2 separate regions of the Rattus norvegicus genome follow, and region 2 is linked to region 1. A link is a contact called in public Hi-C data. All regions are on one chromosome and are shown on one strand. Each heading gives the region's core, a stretch centred on a gene start, on an enhancer-like site or on the middle of the called end of the contact. The rest is flanking DNA. Distances are from core to core; before and after follow the strand shown. Region 1 holds the start of Prag1 (PEAK1 related kinase activating pseudokinase 1). Region 2 overlaps LOC102552468 (a long non-coding RNA gene).

Region 1 (7,477 bases), core at 2,364-4,863:
TTGCCCCACAGGGGCACCTTGTCAGGGATGTTTGGCATCACGGGAATTCTGCCCCCTCCCCTTGCTTAATCTACACCATTCAATTCTGCGATGAGGTAAACAAAGCAGGGGGCCACATGCCAAGTTGGAAACAGAAGACAGAAACGCCTGACTCCACAGTCCTGGGCTAAGAGAGACTGGGCAGACTATGAGAGAAGAGGTTATCCAAAAGTTTTCCCTATCATACCCCTGGGAACAGGTAGTCACTGTGTCAAAGCAGCTCACTGCTTCTGAAAATAAATATAAAAGCCCCATTTGCTCCCATAGAGCTCAGTAAATTTACTCCTCAGCAGGAGCTCAAAGGGCTACGCACTACCCAAATAATCCAAACAGCACCTCAGAAGGCAGCCGTGAATCCCATTCTACAGGTGCAGGTGTTAGAGCAAAGAGAAAGGCCTGCCCATCTACACCAAGTTTGCTGCTTTCCGAAAATAAGCCACCCCACCTCCCCTTCACCGTGCTCAGTGTCTGCTCACTGCTCACTGTTCTGTTTCTTAACTGAGGATCTCCAGCATCCTTCGGGAGACTGCTCTAGGAAGGAAATCTTGTGGAGGTCCTGAGATAAACAGGTTCTCCTTGAACTGGGAAAGCACTGCCCTTGGGGGCTATACTCCACCTCCTCAGGTGAGAATCTGCCCGAGGTTAATTCTCTCTAAGCAATCAACAGGGCTAACCAGAGAGAATCACCAGGGGCTCTAAGGCTCCGAAGATCATTCCAGACTTCTTGTGGGAAGCACACCCCCTCTCGTCTCCCACACTCACAGACAAGGTGCTTATCCAATGGGTACAGACGCCAAACGTACCCCTGCTCCAGCCAGGTAATGAGGAAACGGCTTCCACAATAAACAAGATGAAAACACACACAGTCTGAAATCTGAGTGCTCCTACCATCAGTACAGGGTCTTTAATGATTCTTCTAGATTCTTCTTCCAGTCCACCCAAACAGCCCATTCCTTCTCTGCCAGATCTTCCAAAAGAGGTGGCAGGCTCTCAGCAAGCGGAGGATTCACAACCAGGTTATGTCTCTCTCCTGTAGTCACCAGCCTTGGAGAGCTAAATGCTTGCTGCTAAGTTTTATGAGGGATGCAGGGGGTAGGGGTGGGAATGGTTGGAAGGCGTTTTGTTTTAGCCTTCGGAGAAGTTGGGTTTGTGTGTAAAGCCCCATTAGAACTACCAGGTCGTAGCAAAGTCACATTCGGGCCCACGCCTACTGTAGGGAGGGCTCCAGCGCCCTTTAGTGTGCTTCGGGGAGAGCCTGGACAGGAGCTCTGTGGAGCAGTTTCCTGGGAAGCTGGGGAGGCTGGCATCCAACCACTTCCTCAGAGGCTGCGTCAGTCACAGTCACACAGACACAGCTCGGGGTGGCCGCATCTCATTTCCTCTTCAGCAGGCAACCCAGAACACCCAGATATCCCACTTTCTAAGGCTCCCCCCTTTTGTAGCCATCAGCCTCTGACAGCCTGGAGAGTTCTGATTATTGTACTGTCCTGCCAGAAGCTACCTTGAGACCACTCATTCATTCATGAGCACTCTCTTTGCTCTCTCCCACAACTCTGACATTTTCTGCAGGCTGATCACAACACAGAACACACAACTGCCCAGAAACACAAAGGATATTTTTTTAGGGGAAGTGGCTGAATAAGAGTAACAAAGGAAACCACGGGCTGCCCTGACTCACTGAGTCCTGTTAAAACTGGCTCCTTAGTCTCCCCCATCTCCTCTTTGGAGCTAGAACAGCCTCTGAAGTAACCCTTCTATGCCTGGAACTGTCTCCCGTTTGCTTTCAGGAAAAAAGATGGTGAACCATGCAAATGACACTCAAAGCAGGAGTAGAGAGAGCCCTGGGTAGTGCCAGCTCTCCGAAGCCTGGGAATGGCACCTTCCTAGCTCACATGCCTACCTCAGAGGGTAGGTGGGCCCTCAGGATTATGCAGATTCTCCGGTTTCTCAGTGGGAGGTTGCAGTGTAAGATCAGGAAAAGAGCTCAGCATTCTTTGTGATCCTAGTCACGATAAAATAGCATTGCTTCTGCAAACTTCTGCACCAGGATTTACAAAGCTGAGCTGTCAGATACACTCCCACCCCATCTCAAGAAGAATCTGAAGGATCAGACTGGCCAGATCCTAAGTATTTGGGCTCTAAATACCCCTCATATTTGCACCCAAATTTGCTCATGCTTTACTCAATAGAATTCCAAAAATTTTCCATCTAAATAATATTGTTTCTTATATTTTACAAAAACATGATGCAAAACCCAAAAAGGTATAGTATGTATGTATGTATATATGTATGTATGTATGTAAGTATGAATGGATGGATGGATGGATGGAAGAACAGCATATAGATTAATGCATTATATTCCACTGACCAGAGTGGTCCAGGCAAAAAGCAGGAAGTGACTACCCTAACGCCCCCACACCACCCCAGCCCCGGCACTGAGGATATTTACGTATCTTTTTATTTCCTTCTTTCTGAGCAATCCTAACTCAGCAGGAGGAGTGTGGACGTGAAGCCTGCACAGTCTGAACCAATAAGGGGAGTAAAGTTCTGAGGGACCCTAGGAAAGCCAACTTGCTTTCCCCAGGGCTTCCTGTCAAATCTCCTCAGAAGGGGCTGTAAAGGAGAGACGAGAACAGTGATCAGTCAAACCTTCACAACCCGAGTCTGGCCTAAGTGCCCTGCAAAACTCCTCACACCGGCTGTGCAAAACCACGGTTGAGCTTTACCTGGGAGGACAGAAACAGTGAGCGAGCGCTGTGGACTGAGAAAGCTCAGCCGCCTCCAGTCCCATTCCCAGGACTCACAAGTGGAGATTCTATTTTCCAAGTGCAAGCGTGCTCGCGTGTGCTTGTGGGTGGATGTGGGTGTGTGCGCCCGGCTGCAGAGAGGGTTCACAAGCAAAGGTTGAAAACTAGCTCCAGGTATGGAATGATCACCAGGTTCATCAAACGGATATCACCTTCCTTTGGAGATCAGCTGCAGCCTGAAGGTGGCTTCCTTGGACCCCCCAATTAGTCTGGCCGGAGCAGCCCGAACGGCCTCTGCCCCTCTGCTCCTTTGACAATACTCATGGCAGAAAGCAGTTCCCAACACACAAAACAGAGCAGCCAGACCAGCAAGACCAGTAAAACCATTACAGCAGTCTATCACCCTTCCCGGAACTCCAAGGAAAAGTTTCCCGATTTCAAAGCGGGCATTTCTCGAATGAATTGAAAATACCCCCTCCGGCTCCCTAGCTTTCCCGTTTCGGCGCCTGCACCGAGGGCACAACCCGGAGCACGAGGTCCGGACTCTCCACGCGCTCCGATCGGTCGCCTGTCACCCCGGGGGACGCCAGTAGGGGCTGGTTCGCCCCGCCACCACAGAGACTCTGCGAAAGCCCCTGGGCCGCCACGTTCGCCAGACAAAAAGCGGCGGGATCTGGAGAGAGAGTGGTGGGCTCACCTGGGGAGCTGCGGTTCCGCAGCTTCGCCGTCGGTGGCCCAGCGGTCCGCTGCCCCGCCGGGCGTCCCGGAGCATTGTCTGTAGCGTGTCTGCGCGCAGTGCTTGCCCAGCCGCGGGCGGCTGACTTCTGCCTGGGCCCGGCGGCCGGGTGGCAGCTGCGATCGCGGCTCCGCCCCCTCCGCCTCGGGTGACGCCGCCCGCCCGACTCCCGCCGCACCCCCGCAGTCCTCGCCGCTGCCCCGCGTTTCCACCGGGCCTGCGCGTCCCGCCACTCTGCCGGTCCCCAGCCCTGGAGGGCGGGAGATCGCCCCTACCCAGGTCCCTAGGAACTCCGCACTGCGCCCCGCCCCCTCGCTCGCCACCGCGAGGCTCCGCCCCCAGTCCGAGCCCTGGCGCCCCTGGACCTGGAGCTGAGCCCCCAAGAGCGTCCCCAGCTCAATCCTTGCTCAGTGCAGTTCTGCTAGGAAGATCTCTGATGCTCCCAGCTTTCCTTAACTACAATGCTCAGATAGGTGTGCCGGAGTAGATTTATTCTCATCCCTCCACCCGGACGACCCTGGGAGACCCTGGTGGGGAGGGAGAAAAAGAACGAAACACGGAAGAGAGGGGGTCGGGAGTACAATGATAAGATCAAGGGCGGTGGGCTGTGAAAGGGGCGTGGGCGTCGTCACTACCACTTACTGTTATCCTACGAGCTGGGCTGGCAATTCTGAGATTTCAGGTCCTGCTCAGCTCCTCATGTCCAGGCCTCTGACAAATGGTTCAGCACATCTCTTTGAACTTTAGTGTTAAACATTGGAATGCAAGTGTTGGCCTGGAGGACCGGCCTTCAATCATGCTGGGGCACCCAGCTCCTCCACCTGTGTTTACACCCGTTTCCAGTGCGTGAGTCACTGGCTGAGATACAAGGAGTTCGAGATATTGTTCCTCGGGCGAGAAATCTTTTAACTCCCAGGAGAACCAGCCAGTCACCTCCCTTCCTCCAGCTGCCTGAGTAGGACAGACTTGCACCTTGCCCTGGGTGTTCCCCCGAGAACCCAGGCATTGAAGTTACCTCTCAGGGCTAAGCCTGAGTGAAAATGGAATTCTCCCCCGCCCCCCTCCCCAACACGTCTGGTTGCTTCCCTCTGCTTTACAGAGACAGGGCAGTGTAACTCCTACTTGGAGTTACACCCTTAATCAGGATGACTCTACTTCGAGAAGGAAGGTACCATCCCAGCCACCCACCCCACCCCACGCCCTCTTCTTCATGTGGTGCTAACACTGGCAGGGCTATATAGAAGTTGCAAGAGGGGAAGACATGTTTTGGATAGCTTCTATGTGAGAAGGGGAAAGAGACCACAAGGAGAGTTTACTCATCACCCCTCATTACGCATATGAGTGTGGATAGAAGGAAAAGAAGATGCAGATGGATGGAAGCAATACGAACATTTACAAAGAACCGACATCATGCCAGGCACCGTCACAGGGCGCGGTTAGCACGTTCGACACAGCATAAAATAGGTCCGGAAGGGGCCTATCCTTTGCCAGGGCTCCCCGGGTGAAAAGCTGTAGTTTTGAGATGGGAAACCAAGAGCTGCCTGACTCCACTGAGAGTCCGACATGTTGCCCTACCCACCAATCCTATCAACCAATTCGTAGGAAAACTCTGGTGGAATGGCGCCAGTAGCGTTATGTTCTCCCGAGGGATCCACTTACTTTAGACACCAGAGGGGAAGGTGCCAACAAGTAGGCAGGTACAAAATGGTCTGCACTGGACAAACAGTCCAGACCAAGAGGGGCTTGCAGTTCAGTAACACTGGGCCCTCTCACATGGGTTTTTGACTCATTCATGGCTCTCAGGATTCAGAGCTGCCCGACTCCACATCGTCCATTTCTTTCATTGCAAAGTCCTCTCCAAGGGGCATAGACACTTCCCACGATAAGGCCATGCCAAGCACATAAAAGACACCTTCAACTCTTTACTTCCTTTACCTAATGCGTCCTTAATGCACAAACAACCTAAAGAATCCAATTAAAAGAATCGAAGTTTACAACAAACATGGCGGGACAGCGAGACCGCCAGGGTTCTATATCATGACACAGCGAGGGAAGGGTTAATTTGGAATTTCTGCTCCATAAACTGTTCCCAAATGGTTTGCTGCACCCATAAGAGATAAATACACAATACTGCCGCTGCTGATCCATAGCGTGGCTTCTTTTCTTTTCTTTCCTTCTCTTTTCTTCTCTTCTCTTTTCTTTTCTGCCGGTAGCAGAGAAGTCTTCAGCCTGCCTAATGAAAAACAAATCTTCAAAAGTGACTGAGACAGGCACGAAGTACCACCGGCTTGCACAGCACTCTTCCTGCAGCTCTGAAGTGGGTTGTGTCCCCTGGTAAGCTCACGCGTGTGGTGGCCATTCCGCTCAGACTTGCACCCCGCACCCTGCAATGCAGTGCAATTTGTGCGTGCTCAGCATCTGGCGGCTTACTGGTTGGTTTTCATGGTGATTTCTACTCAGGACCTGAGTTCTTAGATACAGATCGGACCTTTTATAGGAGCAATTCTCTTGGGTGTTTTAGTGCTTGGGCACCATTCTGTACAAGAGAGCAGTTAAATTTTAGGAGATTGAGAGACAAGATTGAGACGGGGGTACTTTGGGGTAAGGTAAAGTAGTTTATATCTGAAGATCCCAAGAGGCAGAATCAGGAAGTATGTGCCATTAAGTTATGTTAAGAAAACACCAGCTGGGATATTTGAGAAGGCTCAGAAAGCATGAAGACCGGGCTAAAGAATTCTCATTCATGGTCTTTTTCCATCTGACCAAAACAGAAATGCCTCTCACCTTAATGTCAGAAAGGTGTTCAATTTCAGTCCATGAATATTTATTGAAGTTGCTTCTCCCTAGGAAGCTATGGATGGGGTTTTATAGGGGAAACAGTAAGAGACAAGTGGAAGCTCTCAGAAGGGAATGGAGTGAGTTGGGGCGGGGCAGAGAAAGAGACACAGTAGCCCTTTCATGGAGGAAGGGACCTTTGCACAGTGAGAAAGGGACAATGGGGACTTTCCAGACTGCAGGTATGGTATCTACAAAGGAATGGATATGGGAGTGGCCCAAGACTTCGATGGCAGTCCAGCTGGAGCACGATGACAGGAGACACAGTGCAACTGTAAGGTGACACGGGATGGAAAGAGCTGGTTTTCAGGTGAGTCAATCAGAAAGCACAGAGATTTCTAAGCCAGAGTGTGATGTCATCTAAGGTATTTTCTCTTCAGGACTCCTTGGATCTTGTATTCCAGACTGACTAGGAAGCAGGGAAAGAGATTAGAAACAAGAAGCATGACAGAGTTTCTACCCCAGGTCCAGATGGGAGACGGTGGCCTTGGATAGGGGCACAGCAAGGAAGAGAGCAAAGATGGCTTCTTTCGAGAGGTTCGGACTTGGAGATGACTACAGCATTGATGGATGGAGTGCCATATTTACTAACTTACACAATGAAGCACTGGCTGTGTCAAGCCAAAAAGTGCACAGTTATGTATGTGGAGTCTCTCATTTAAACCTCACAGAACCACTGTGTAGCGGAAGACAAGGAATTAAAGATTCCCAGCAGAATTCTGATCTCTGTGTACGGACAGGATGGTAGTATCCTTAGTACCAATAAGAAGTCAGTGGAGGGGTTGGGGATTTAGCTCAGTGGTAGAGCGCTTGCCTAGCAAGCGCAAGGCCCTGGGTTCGGTCCCCAGCTCCGGGGAGAAAAAAAAAGTCAGTGGATATCGCTCAGGGGTAGAAAGCTCGTCTGGCAAGCCAGAGAGCTCACATGTAATCCCCAGTAGCCATCTGGCAGAGGAAAGGATGGCATTGAAGACCTGAGAGGGGAACTAGGAACCATATCATCAATAAGGAACAAAAAACAGCACAGAGACGTGGAGGGTTGGGGGACACAGTTACCTAGAAGAAACCATGAAAAAATAATGTTAGCCACTATTCCTCTAAACTTTGAAAATCCCAACTACAG
Region 2 (7,477 bases), core at 1,603-4,102, 220 kb after region 1:
AATTTGTCCTGGTTACAACATATGCAAGGGCAAAGGTAAAGCAGAAATTGGGAAAATGGTCACCAACGACTGGCCCAGCTTGAGAGCCCTCCCGTGAGAGAGCACCCACTCATGACACCCCTAATGATACTCTCCTAAACTTGTAGACAGGAGCCTAGCATACCTGTCATCTAAGAGGCTTTACCCAGCAGCCAATGGAAAGAGATACAGAGACCCACAGCCAAACATTAGGTGGAACTTGAGGAGGCCTGTGGAAGAGAGGGAGGAAGAATGGAGGGGGTCACAGGGGTCAAGGACACCAAAGAAAACTGACAGAATCAACTAACCTGGGCCCATGGAGCCCACAGAGACTGAACCACCCACCAAGAGCATGCATGGGACAGACCTAAGCCCTCTGCACAAGTGTAACGTTCATGCATGTGGGACTCCTAACAACAGGAGCAGGGGCTGTCTCTGACTCTGTTTACTGCTTTTATATCCCTTTCCCCTAACTGGGCTGCCTTGTCTATCCTCAAAAGGAGAAGGTGTGCCTAGTCCTACTGCAACTTGACATGCCTAGGTGGGTCAACATCCATGGGAGGCCTCCCCTTTTCTGAGGAGGAGGAGCGAGTATGGGGGGAAGGGACATTAAAAGACTGGGAGGTGAGGAAAGGAGTTTTGATAGACATGTAAATAAATAAATATTAAATAAAAATTTAAAATTTGGCAATTTCAATACTACAGTGGAAGTCAGCACCATGTACCATTCAACCACCTCTAAGCAGCTCCTTGTAGGTAAACCCAAAGGTTTTTCCAGACCTCTGGCTATGAGCTTCAAAGTGAATAGGCAATTTACCTATTTCCAGAGTTAATGTTTATTTGTTCTTTCACATAACTTCATAAACCACAGAAATTTATTCTCTCACAATTCTGGAGGCCTAAAGTCTGGGGTCAAGGTCTTGACAGAGTCCTGCTTCCTCTGAAGGCATCATAGAAGGGCCTTAACCAGGCCTGTTACCCAGAGGTCTCCAGAAGTCATTTGGTTCAAGTGAGTATGAAACCTGTCTTTATATGGAGTTCTCTGTGTGTATAAGGCTGCCTCTTCTTGTGTGTACATGTATATGTGCACATTCATGTGTATGTGTACATATATGCATGAATATGTAAGTCGAGGTTGGCTTCAGATGTCTTCCTCAATCACACAATGTTTTTTTTTTATGAGATATATTTGATTGGGGCACTATCCAATTGCAAGGGACTCATAGCTAGTGCCTTCTCCATATGACACCATACACACAAATACAGACAACACACACAGAGGTGTTACACAGGGACACACAAACACTACAAACATACATAGGCAACATAAATACATAGATACTATACACAAACACAGAGACACCCTACACACACACACACACACACACACACACACACACACACGCATGCACGCACACACGCTACACAGACAAACATAGAGACACCACAAAACTATAGATGTGTGATACTGCAAACACACACTAAGATACCCACCCACTGCACAGTGCTAGCCTGCCCAGTGTGATACTCTGCCTGCTGGGTTTTAGAAGCACAATGAGAATGAATTTAGCAGCTCTGCTCCTATGACTACCCTTTCAGAATCTCATGCGGTCCCACACACACAATAGGCAAACCATTGCAAGCACTGAAGCCTTTCTTGTACATAGGGTGGGGAAAAATCCATATTCCTGGGGTTAGGAAATGTTCAAATAGCTTACAGATTATCCCTGCTGCAAAGTGTGAGTCAGCCGCTTTTTTTTAAAGGACATGATTCCGCAGATGTTGCAATGCCCTTGGAAAATGCCCTCCAAAGGACTGCGAAGAGGCGAAAGCGGGATGTTTAATTACAAGTAAATGCTAAAATTCTCCAAAAGGCTGATGCTTTTTATCTTTTAATTTTAAGTTATTAGGATTAAATTCCTCCGTAAGATCCTTGTGTGCTCTCTTAAGTTCTCTATAATGAAATATGTCTTGACTTCAAAATTAAAAACAAAATAAAAAAAAACAAGAGCCCTGGGAAGGCTCTCTCCTACTTCCCTTCCTTCACGGGTTCCCCCCTCTTCAAAAGCAGATAGTGTTAGATGTGCAAGCTAGCCATGTCAAATGTGTTCTTCTTGGGTAGGAGAAAATGCTGTACTCTCCTCCCTCGCTGCTTCCCTCTTGCTCTCTGTATGCCCCTATCTCCCACGCGGAGAGTCTCGATTTGACTCCACAGAGACCTGCCGAGGTTCAAACTCTCTTAGCCGGAGTTCAATTCTAGCAGGGTGTGGAGAGGTTGATGAGGGACTAGGGCCTCCGTGGCATTCTTCCAGTTCAGGCAGTAATGGCGGAAGCACGCAGACTCTTCCCACATGCTTGGAATCCTGGCTCTGAGCTGGAAGCTGCACAATTCTGCTTATCCCTCTTGTTCGGCCGAACCTGAAATGGCTTGAGCGGAAGGAAGTGGCACCAGATGTCATTATTTATGAGAGTTGGAGGATGTATGCATAACTTCGATCTCCGTACCAACCTAGCTTTTGAGCCCGATGCACACAGCGGCAGACGAGACTGCTGGACACACCGGTAGGCCCACATGGTGGGCACCTCTTTCTTGGTACACATGGGGCTATGCAGGCTGGAGGGCAGGCTGGCGGACAAGGGAACAGCCTTCTTTTCTAGATGGATGATTGATTGTTTAGAGAGTCACGTGGCCCGAAGGAGGAAAGTCTGGTTAATAGGCCTTAGATTTCAATCTTTGCAGGCCTTTCTTCACAGCAAGACAAGACCGTGAAAGGGGGCTACAACTGAAGGTTCTTCCAGCCTATTGTCTCCAGTCTGTACAGTGTAAGGCTCGCTCAAATACTCTGTGACCTGTGGCTGCTTTGCATTCCTTTTCTTTCCATAAGCCTCCGCCTCTCCCTCCCATTCCTCCACAGACAATGAACCATTTAACAAGGACTGGAGGCTTTGTTCCATCTCACCTATTCTAATGTCTCTGGATGAAACGCCTCAGGGCCATCTCTGATGACTATCAACATTAAGTCTCTGTCCCTCCTGGTGGCATCAGTCTTGCCTCGAGTTTCACCCCCAGAAATTGCCTCCTCCTGTCTTCTCTTCCTCTTTCTCACACCCCCACAAGAGCTCCTTTCCGCCTACCCCCCCCCCCCGCCCCATACTTGTCTCCTTTCCCAGACACAGGCAAGATGTCCCCACCCAAGACAAAGAAAGGTTCCTTTGTTATACCTGCAAGGTCCTAAATATTATCACCATTTAATTACTGTGCTCCTCCAAGCTAACGTCTTGGCAACGGCTCCTCTCCAGTTAAATAGGCTGAATGTTTTCCCGGGGAGGCCGCTTCCATGGGAGATAATTTGTGAATGGAGACTAATTTGAGGTATTGTTGCCACTGGTTTAAAGAGGTGACTTCAAGGTAGCTGAGCCTTAAAAGACAAATGCATGGCGGGAGAAGGGCATGCGCTTCCTGCTGGCATAGATCATTTTTGGGAGCAGACGTCTACCTTAGATTCAGTGTGACACAAACCAGTGGGCTGCATTATTAACTGGCCAGGATTCAAGTCTTCTCCCTTTCTTTTCTTATTTTTTTTTTTTTCCAGTACAAGGAGAGCAGGGTCACATTCATGATGTCAGGAATTGTTCCCTCGGTGTGTGCTCAGGCAAAAGCTTGTTCAGTGTTCCAGCATCTTCAGCCAAGACAGCCTCCCAGACCTACAGAGGTGTCAGAGCATCCTGACTTCTAAATTAGGTGCCGATCTAAAGAGAAGAGCAATGTTCTCCACACCTCCACAACTGCCCCAGCAGGGCTGTCCACTTTGTAGGAATCTTGACCTATACTGTCTGTTTCCAAAGATACGTGGTCAGATGGCAGCCTAGTTTTCTCAGAATGTCCCCATGAGGAGTAGCCTGATGTGGGCTGCTTGTGTGTCCCCTGTGGCGGTTCTTTGGAGTAGCCTGTTTTGGCTACTAAGTTTATAAAGGGGGTGGGGAGAAGGAATAAATGACAACTTGCTGGTCCTTTCTCTCCAATTCTAGAACTGGAAGCTAAAGCTTTTTGCAAATCTCAACTTTGAGAGTTGTGTTTAGAAGATCAGTTGCTTTCTCTAAGAGCTACTGTTCCAAGAAAACTTACCTCAGGGCCAGGGGATGTGGACAAACTAAAATTTGAAGTAAAGGTAAAAATCTACAGTCACAAATTGTTGTGTTTTATAAAAAGAAAAAGGAAAGTCAGGGATGTGTTTGGTAGAGGCTCGGTATGGTGCAGGGGAAGGGGGTGCCTCTGCGGGTCTATGCTAAGCATCCTTTGCCCCTGAGGTACCAGCCACATGACGGATATAATATGGAATAGTTTATTTAGGGTTTGGGGAGGGGAGTTGAGGGGGTAGTAGAGACAGAGAAAGAGAGTAGAGGAGTAGAGGCCAGCCATGAGCACATGGAGAGAGGAGGAGGGGAATGGGGAGAGAAGGGACAGACAGGGAAGAGGGGAAGAGAGCAAGAGAGTGAGGAGGGGGCAAACAACCCCTTATAGAGTGAGTCAGGCATACCTGACCGTTGCCAGGTAACTGTGGGGTGGAGCCTAGAAGAAATGCTAACACAAATGAAAGACAGTATGTCAAACAAGGAGGGGAGACAGGCCAAGAGGGCACCCCTCACTACTGGAAAACTCTCCTTTAAAAAGGTAAATGCTGATCTGGGTGGTGGTGACACACTCCTTTAATCCCAGAGCTTGATAGGCAGAGACAGGCAGATCCCTGAGTTTGAGGCCGGGCTGGTTGATAGAGTGAGTGTCCTCCCAGGACAGCCAGGGCTACACAGAGAATCCCTGTTGAGACTGTCATACTATTTTGTACCTTTGAATGAGACGGACTGAAATAAAAAATTAATTACTGGCCCTATATATTCTTTCTACCGCCAGCTCAAACAATGCCTAGTATTTGTAAATATCTGTGTTGGTTTGCAAAATTGCCACTGTGTGATATGGTGTAAAGATATATACATAGCCACTGCAAATCTATGGAGATGTGAGGACTATGGAGTACAGAAGTGGGGACACAGAAGAAAGCTCAAGACCAGAGTGTATGGATGTTTACAGCACTACTGGAAATGGTACCCAAGAGAGTAATGCGGAGGGGGTAAGGACTCAGGCTGTTTTTTTGTTTTGTTTGGCTTGGTTTGATTGTTTTTTTTTGTTTGTTTGTTTGTTTGTTTTTTGTTTTTTGTTTTTTGTTGAGAATTATTGTCTCTGGAGCCTTAAACTTTAGTTTATGGTACTTATCATCAATGTCTCCATGCTGGCATCACCCGATTGGCTCCGGTGTTGAAAACTCCTAGTGGGAGTTTGAGACTCCTCATTTACCAGTGGGATACACTTTAATAATTACAACGTCGGCTGGTCCTATCATGTGACTATCAGAGTACAGTTGTGCAAACTTATGCACGGTACACCACGCAGCTTCTGAAAATGTGAGCCACGAGTCCCTGTGAAATCACGTGACTAAGCATCGGGAATGTTCCGGCAACAGTAAAAGGTTTCCGGCTGCACGAAAACTGAAAACCGGAACTCAAGCATGTAATGAGTCTCGTGTGTTTCTGGCCGGGCTCACCAGAGTTCCTCACACAGCTTCTCTGCAGCCTGTATTCTGACACACGACCGCTCACTTTACGTTAGACATGTCCTCATGTAAGCCGGTGTTAACCAATGCTGCCTGAATCCTGCAGCTCAGATTCTAGGGTTCTGTACGTGATGGAGGGAACTGTCTTTACTGTGCATTATCTAGTGTTTCTCTCTGCCTTTACAGAAACACAGCGGTTTAACCACAGAAAACGGAGACATTTAATATTTTCTTACCGTCATTCTTTAGTATATGGGTATCACGTTAGTACATTTTGGGATTGCATTCCGTTAGAATGTTTGACTTTAAAAATTACTTTTTAAGGGGCTTACCTGACCTTCATAAAAAGTCCTTGGCTTGAGTTTTGGACACAATTTCCATCAATTTCTCAAATGGCTATAAATATATTTCTGCCATTTGTCCTGTGTGTCTACGCAGAGCAGTGTCGCCAGCATGGATGATTGTAAAACTGAAATATGTCAACTCTGAAAAATATCGAAAATGGTGTGCACCCTGCAGCATCAAAGACTCAGCCAAAATTTAATTCTTTGTGTAAAAACAGGCACATGCATCTGTCTCATTAGCCTGAAACTTTGTTTTCTTCACTAATGAGTGGTAAAAATTAGTATCTCAGTAAATGCTTGTTTTGCTTATCTACTTTAGACACTTAATGTTCTCAGATGAAAGTGGGGATCACAAGTGGAAAAGTATTAATAATAATAATAATAATAATAATAATAATAATAATAATAATAATTCAGCCTGTTTCACTCCTAGACTCCATTGTACATGCATTTTGTATGGGACTCTAAAACCAAACCACTAGTATGGCACGCGAGACTTTTAGACATATTTGTCGTTAAATGTATGCATTTACTAGGTGCATTTTGTATTATTTTGACATACTGTGCATATACGAAGCATCAAGTATAATAAGTTGTGGGGAAAGAGGACCCTGTACTCACTGCTGGTTGGGGTGGTACCACTGTGAGAATCGGCGGGAAGAGTCCTCAAAAGGCTAGAAGTAGATCTGCTCTATGATTGAGCTCTCCGTCTGCTGCGCACACACCCAAGGAACTCTACACCCTACCACAGAAATACCTTTTCGTCTGTGCTCATTGCTGCTCTCTTCCTAGCAGCCAGGAAGCACAAAAACAGCCCCAATGTCTACCGACGGTGAACAGGTAATGAAAATGCGGTGCAGATACACAGTGGACTTCTGCTCATCTGGAAAAAAAATAAAAGTATTTGAATTTTATGTAACTAAAAGGACCTGGAATCAGTTGCCCCTGAGTGAGGAAACCAGGTCCAGGGAGACAAAAAAAATCACGAATTCTCCCTTATGTGTGTGTGCTAGCTTTTCTTCAGATATGTGTTCAAACCTCTCGGCTCATAGACATGTAGAAAGCAGTAAGGGACTGTGGTGGGGAATGTTATAGGAGGAGGATAGAACACAGGACAGGAAGGGTTACACGGTACAGAGGGTGGAAGGTAGGGGAGAGGAGGAGTATGGGAAGAGATAGCTAACATGACAGACTTTGGAAAGGCCATATGGAAGCCTGCTTCGGTACAAAGCTTTCTAAAATATAGTCAGATCCATGTGTAAAAGGAGTTTCAATGGAGTCACCCCATTGAGGGAGACTGCGGTCAGAGAAATATAAGGACTCGGGACGAGTCAGTAGTGTTTCACGTTTCGTTTTACTGGTGACAATAACATAAACATCTGAGTCTGCCTCATTTAGTTCTGCGTCCATTCGGAGGATCAGCTTTTTACGGTTCTCCACTTTATAAAGCTACGATTTGGAGCCGTGTAATAAAGGGGCCTTGCATATGTCTGAGTTCCTGTCCTGATT

What was found. A called contact is a pair of places that touch in the nucleus more often than the background predicts.
Region 2: a Hi-C map of the Rat2 cell line shows a contact between it and region 1, with 2.2 times the contacts expected there. The contact joins the enhancer-like site here to the promoter of Prag1 in region 1. A contact is called at or near these places in 3 of 12 Hi-C or Micro-C datasets (the Rat2 cell line, mammary epithelial cells and psoas muscle) and 1 of 1 datasets of contacts at active chromatin or transcription factors (oligodendrocytes).

The regions. Positions count from the first base shown.
Region 1 is chr16:62,840,919-62,848,395 of GRCr8, forward strand. Prag1 (PEAK1 related kinase activating pseudokinase 1) reads right to left here and starts at 3,614. Exons shown (of 6, transcript NM_001107315.1): 1 at 3,484-3,614.
Region 2 is chr16:63,065,114-63,072,590 of GRCr8, forward strand. It overlaps LOC102552468 (a long non-coding RNA gene), which reads right to left. Exons shown (of 4, transcript XR_010058420.1): 2 at 6,726-6,851. Among named protein-coding and RNA genes, the nearest start is that of Cldn23, 48 kb to the right of the region's middle. Within about 2 kb of position 2,853, at least 5 of the 93 cell types and tissues checked have an H3K27ac peak or open chromatin away from gene starts, as enhancers often do.